2 separate regions of the Sus scrofa genome follow, and region 2 is linked to region 1. A link is a contact called in public Hi-C data. All regions are on one chromosome and are shown on one strand. Each heading gives the region's core, a stretch centred on a gene start, on an enhancer-like site or on the middle of the called end of the contact. The rest is flanking DNA. Distances are from core to core; before and after follow the strand shown.

The links. A called contact is a pair of places that touch in the nucleus more often than the background predicts.
Region 2: a contact with region 1 is called in a Hi-C map of skeletal muscle, with 8 times the contacts expected there. The contact joins two enhancer-like sites. A contact is called at or near these places in 1 of 47 Hi-C or Micro-C datasets (skeletal muscle) and 1 of 2 datasets of contacts at active chromatin or transcription factors (skeletal muscle).

The regions. Positions count from the first base shown.
Region 1 is chr9:13,532,753-13,535,748 of Sscrofa11.1, forward strand. All of the region lies in intron 3 of TENM4 (teneurin-4), which reads right to left. Among named protein-coding and RNA genes, the nearest start is that of MIR708, 250 kb to the right of the region's middle. Within about 2 kb of position 1,464, at least 6 of the 83 cell types and tissues checked have an H3K27ac peak or open chromatin away from gene starts, as enhancers often do. A contact at or near this core is called in skeletal muscle, where this site is marked.
Region 2 is chr9:13,818,399-13,821,319 of Sscrofa11.1, forward strand. TENM4 (teneurin-4) reads right to left here. Exons shown (of 37, transcript XM_005667171.2): 1 at 2,182-2,921. Among named protein-coding and RNA genes, the nearest start is that of TENM4, 7.1 kb to the right of the region's middle. Within about 2 kb of position 1,538, at least 31 of the 83 cell types and tissues checked have an H3K27ac peak or open chromatin away from gene starts, as enhancers often do. A contact at or near this core is called in skeletal muscle, where this site is marked.

The DNA.
Region 1 (2,996 bases), core at 214-2,713:
AAACTGAGCAAAAGGAACCTGAGCATGCTCAGTTCCACCCCACTCTTCTTCCTCTTGCCAGCTGGAAACACTTTCTGCTCTTCCGGGGGGGGGGGCAGGGGGGTTGGGTGGCAGCTGGCTCTTCCTCTGCCCTCATCCAGCAGGGCCATGACCAGGTGGGTCAGTCTGCGTAATCCTGGATCCAATTATCAAGTCGATGTGGCTCTCATACCAAGGCGAGTTATTCCTTATCAGTAATACACATGTTGTTTTGGCTTCCACCTGCTACCCTCTACCCTCTGTTTAGTTCTCAATTTGCTCAGAGCTCCGGTGGATCGAGGAAGGCTATTCATTGGGTTCCCCCAAAGACCCTGAACAGGCCTTGAGCAATAGGAGGAACCAGTTTCATAAAGCCTGGTACAGAGCCCCTGGCCACCCAAGGGAATAACAATCTGGGATTCGAGAAATAAACGCTGTAAAAAACGCGGTTGCCGGCGGAGCAAGGATCATGTGGGACTCAGAGTGAAAACTGAAGCACAAATTTAGCAGCAGCATTTAGCCCAGAAGAACATCTTCAGGAATGAATCATGAAGGAAATACTGTCATTTGCGCACAGAGACGGGGGGTTAGAAGGGAAACGGTGGCTAGAGAGTCTCGTTTATGTTTATGAAAACAGATGGCCTTTTTGAAGAACAGAAAGCCCAAACAAAAGCATCATTTATTCCAGGAACGAAGAGATTTTTCTATTGACATCTCATCAAAAATCCATCTCTTATGCTTTTTAACCCCTTGGAGAATTCATAAATAGCGCTTCTTAAAATAAAAGCAAAACAGGTTTCAAAAGGATGTAAGTTACATAAGATTATCTTGGCTCCTTCCCCCTCCTACCTCATTCTCCCTTTGTCTGTTCTTTGCCCAGATGCTACGGAAAAGCTTCAGAATTTCACTGGGAGTAGCTTCTAAGAGGTGGCAAATGGGAAACCTAGTTCATGATGCTCTCGGGGAGAGATTTAACTGACTCACACATTCCTGCGTCTCAGATGTTTCCAGAGCAGGCAAAAGACAGGGTTAGAATTTTGACTGCATGTGCTCACCATCTTTAATTTCTTTTCTCTCAATCCATCCTTCCCGCAGTCTCCAGACCCTGATTTGAAAATAAAACCTCGACATCCATACTTATAGCTCAGGCTATGCCAACCAGAGGTCGCCAGGTGTCTATGCCCTTCCACCTTCCTGCCCTCCACCAGCCTCCCTCGAGCCCTAGGAGGCCACTCTTTAACCTGGATCAGCGGGTGCCCTCTGGCTGCCAGCTGGGTTCAGCTCATGGGAACCCTGGCAGGAGGCTGAGGTTGGGAAGAGAGTGGGGCTGGGGCATTTATTCACCTGGCAAACTGCCTACTGGGCTGTGGGTTGGCAGTGGCTGTTCTGTGTAGGCGGGCACATCTTTTATCCAGCAGCCCTTGGCTGGAGCTACAGTGCAGCTACAGCTTGCTCCAGGTTCTAGCCCGGCTCCCTATCCCTGCCCATCCAGGCTATGGGCAGTCATAGCTCCCAGTGTCTTGCTAACCCCAGGGGGCTTCACCAGCCTTTGGGGTTGCCCCCAGTCTGCCACCCTTTAAGACTAGTCCCTTCCCCCACTCCCCTTGGTTACCCCTTTAAACAAATGCCATTGCTTCTTGCCCGGACCCCAACTCATACACGATAGCCATACGTCAAATCTGTGTTTGTATGTCTTGACTCCAAAGATAGCTCTGTTTCTTGCTTTCCTTTCCTCATTAAACTTGTGAAATAAATGCCCCAGGAGGCTTGAGCTCAGAAAGGATTCATGGACTGTCCAACCTACTGTTATGTAGGGCTTACATTTTAGAGGTCAAAATAGAGCAAAAATTTGTCAAGTGTTGAATTCTGATAATTCAGAAAGTCTAATAGTTCTAAAAAGAACTCCAAAGAATCCTTGGATTTTTATAAACATGTTTCTGAGGGTGATATTAAAAACATGTAATGATATAAGCATCCCCTAGTTGAAACTGGGCAGAATGTAATACTGTATCAGTGCCAGCTGGCTTAGTATTGGCACTATGCTCTCATTGCCACAGTGAGAACAGGAGTGAAAAAAAGTAGGAAACAACCTGAATAACTAACAGCAGGCGAAACGTAAATATACTCTGGCATTCTGTATGATGAAGTACTATGCAGCCTCACAAAATGAGTCTGTGGATGAATATTTAATGACGTGGACAGTTGTATGTTACATGTTGTTAAATGACAAAAGCAGATCACAAAATCCAATATGGAGCATGGTCCTATTTTTAAAAATTAAAAAAAAATTAAAATTCCATGGCAGCTCGGCTGGTTAAGAACTTGACGAGTATCCATGAGGATGCAGGTTCGATCCCTGGTCTCACTCAGTGGGTTAAAGGATCCAGCATTGCTATGAGCTGTGGTGGAGGCTGCACATGTGGCTTGGGTCCCATGTCACTGTGGCTATGGTGTAGGCCAGTAGCTGCAACTCTGACTCAAGCCCTAACCTGGGAACTTCCACATGCTGTAGGTGCAGCCCTAAAAAAAAAAAAAAAAAAAAAAAAGAAAGAAAAAAAGAGAAAAGAAAAAAAGAGAGAAAGAAAATTAAAATGAAAAAAAGGTATGTGTGTTTACACAGCAGAGAGAACAACAATGTTTATTTCAATGTGGTAGGATAATAGATAATTTTTTTTCTCTTCCATTTGCTCATCTGTAGTTTCTAAACTTTCAGGAACAAAAGAGTAGAATTTTTAAATGATAAAATTGACAATACATGTTTCTTTAAAGTCACCCACCCAGTTTTAGAGATATGCCTGAGATTTTGGCTAGGAGTCTCTGATTATAAACTGATTGCTGAATGCACTGCCCGAAGGATCGACCATTTAACTGATGGCTTCTGGTCTCATTAGAAGTGCTTGGCATTTCAAAACAGTGAAATGCAGACCCTTAGGCAATCTTAGGTTATACATCACCAACTCCAGCTCTGTTGGCCACGG
Region 2 (2,921 bases), core at 288-2,787, 290 kb after region 1:
ACTTTCAAGCTTGTCTTTCGTGAACCGAGGGCTCAAATCCTGGTCCCGAGTAATCAGAAAGGCAGTTTATGTAACTGCCCGCGGGGCCGTTAGGCAGATCTCCCGGCGGCCACACAGCTCAGCCCTCTCAGCCCCACGCTCGAATCCCGAGAGTGCCTCGCCGCCGCTTTCCACAAAGCAGCAGGGCGAGCTCCTGAGCTAGTCTAACACTAGGAGGGCAAGCAGGAGCCGGCAAAACCCAGGCTGCCCTCCACGCTACTTTCGCCGCATTGGGGGCTTAAGGATCGCGGCATTTCTAGAAACCTTCTCGCCAGGGCTGCCGGTAGGAGGGGGCAAGGGACCCGGTGGGGGATTGCCACGGTTCTGAGAGAGCTCTGTAACCCCACTGAGTAATAATACCCTCGCCCACATGGACTAGGGTGCACAAATCGCTTTAACATCTCGCCCTGAAAGGGGAGCCAGTTTCCAAAGTTAGAGAACACGCAGTTGAATTTCCAGTACTTTCCAACCTCGCCTAGGCGGGGGCAGGGCAGAGAAGGGCTGGCAGCGGCCAGCAAAGCCCACCCCTACAGCTTGCCAACGAGGACTCACTAGTTGAGCCTCCCCTCGCCCTAGTAACTGACTGTATTCCCTGGTTGTGTGTACACACCCACACCCACACCGGGAGACCACTCTTGCGATATAAAGACTGCATTTTTAAAGAGCGAGGAAAATGACTAAGGAGCTTGGTGATCACATTTCACTTCCCAGAGCACATTTCCCGAAGCCTGGGTGCGAGTAGACGTACACACACACACAGACACACAGACACACACGCACACCCAGGAGCGCTCTGAGTGTCCACCCGGCGGCTGCAGCCTCAACTCGCTCCGAGGGAAACGTGAACACCGAGGCAGGGCGGCAAGCCGGGAGAGAGGAGCCCCGCGCCGGCCGCGTAGGGAGCAGGGCTGAGAATCGCGTCTCTCGGTTCTCGGTTCTAACCGCAGCGCGCATGGGGCCGCTGCAGCCTGCGCTCGCTCCTCCTGGCGGGCTGCAGCCCCGGAGCCCCGCGCCGCCTCGTGGGCTCCTCCAGTGCCCGCCGGAGCCCTGAGGCGGGCGGGTCTGCAGAGGGGCTACGGGCGGGGAAGAGGATGCTGGCGAGGTGGACGAACCCCGGGCGCGCCGCCTCCCTCCCACCGCCGTCCCGAGTCCCCGGCCCGCCTCCACCTCGCTGTTCTCCCCTAGCCCTCCCCTAGCCTTGGCTCCCTGGCTCCCCAGCTCCCGCGATGGGCTCCGGGGACTGCGTGGCGGAGGTTCGGGGCTCCAGACTGGCTCGCCTCGCCGGCAACTCGCGCCCCAGCCGTTCTCCCTTCTTCCCTCGGTGTGGGCCGGGGGAGGACTGAGGGACAGGCGAACGTCTCCCGGAACCCTGGGCGTTCGCGCGAGCTGCCCCGACCCTGCCCCAGCTAACGAGCGCAGAGAGGCGCGAGGGCCGGCGAGGCGCCGCGGCGGTCCCCAAAGGCGCTTTTCCGTAGAGCGGATCGCGCCGCCTTACCGTTGCTGCAGGCTGCCACCGCCAGGGAAGCGGGGAGGAGGGCGGCAGAGAGGCAGGGCGCTGCGCTGGTAGCTCCTCTCGCTCTCGGCGGCGAGGCTCCTCGGCTCCGCGAGCCCGAGCAGGGCGCCCTGGAAGGAGCAGGTCCCTGCTCCGCGCTCAGCTCCAGCGAGACCAACAATAGCTCCCGCAGGGAAAGGAGCCCTAGCGAGGCTCCAGCCGCGCGCGCAAGCCCGGCTCCGGCTCCCGGCCGCTCCCGGCCGGCGTCCCTGCCAGCACTGCTGCCCCACATGAAACAGCTGCAATCCCGAGGCTTCTGGGGGGTTGGGGCGGGTGTGTGCGCGCGCGTGTGTGTGTGAGTGTGTGTGTTTAATAGCTTCCCTCCTCGTCCTCCCCTCCCTGCCTGCTCGGCCGCCTGCCTCCGTCCCCCACCCTCGCTCTCTTACACACAGAGAGGGCGAGCGAGCGAGCGAGACACACACACACACTCACACACACACGCACACGCACACGCAGGTTACATGAATGGGAGGCGGGAGCCAATCCTGCAAGGCTGGGCGAGCCGCGGCGCACAGGCGCTGGCAGCAGGGCCGCACCACGGCGCCGGGGGGCGCCACGCAGGTGATGCGAGTCCTCCCGGGGCCACTCACCGGCCTCTCGGTCAGCCCAGACTCTCTGTTCTCTCCAACGTCTTCCTTTCTCCCCTTTTCTTCTTCCTCTCCGCTTCTTTCTCCATCTTCTCGCCTTCGTATTTCCTTTTCGTTCGCCAATTCTCCAAGTTCTCTCAGTTCAGGATCCTTCTCGGGGCTCTTCTTCCACTGTCCTCGCTTCCTTTCTCGCCCCCTTTCTCAAACTTTCTCCTTCCTCGTCCCGACTTTCCTCGACTTCCTCTCCCCTGGCCTTTTGTTCTCTTTCTTCCCGCTTTGGCTTTCTCCCCCGCGTCTCTGCGGTGTCGTCTGGTCTCCTCTCCCTCCCCCACCGCCTGTCCCCGGGTCTCTGGGTCGCGTGGCCCGCCTCCCAGCCTACTCCCTGATATTATTTCACACCCTCGACACTTTCCCAGAGAAGGTCTCTCTCGCCGCCGCTGCTGCAGCACAGCCAGAGGTAATTAAGAGCTGAGAACTTGAGTTCCTTCCTCAGGCACGCAAGATGCCCAGAGAAAGGCCCTCCTTCCTCGGACAACTTCCCCAAAACCATGGTAACAGCTACTGAGTCGTGATAACAATCATTTAAAAAATAACTGCAGTGAACGTGGTCCAAGAGATTTCTGTCCTTCGCCTGTCTGGATCGTGATCGCCAGCACATTTCCAAGAGAAGGGCATTTTAATACAATGGGAGAGGCAGCTTGGTGCAGTGGCAATTTGCAGGGGCTTAGGGGAGAAACCCCAGG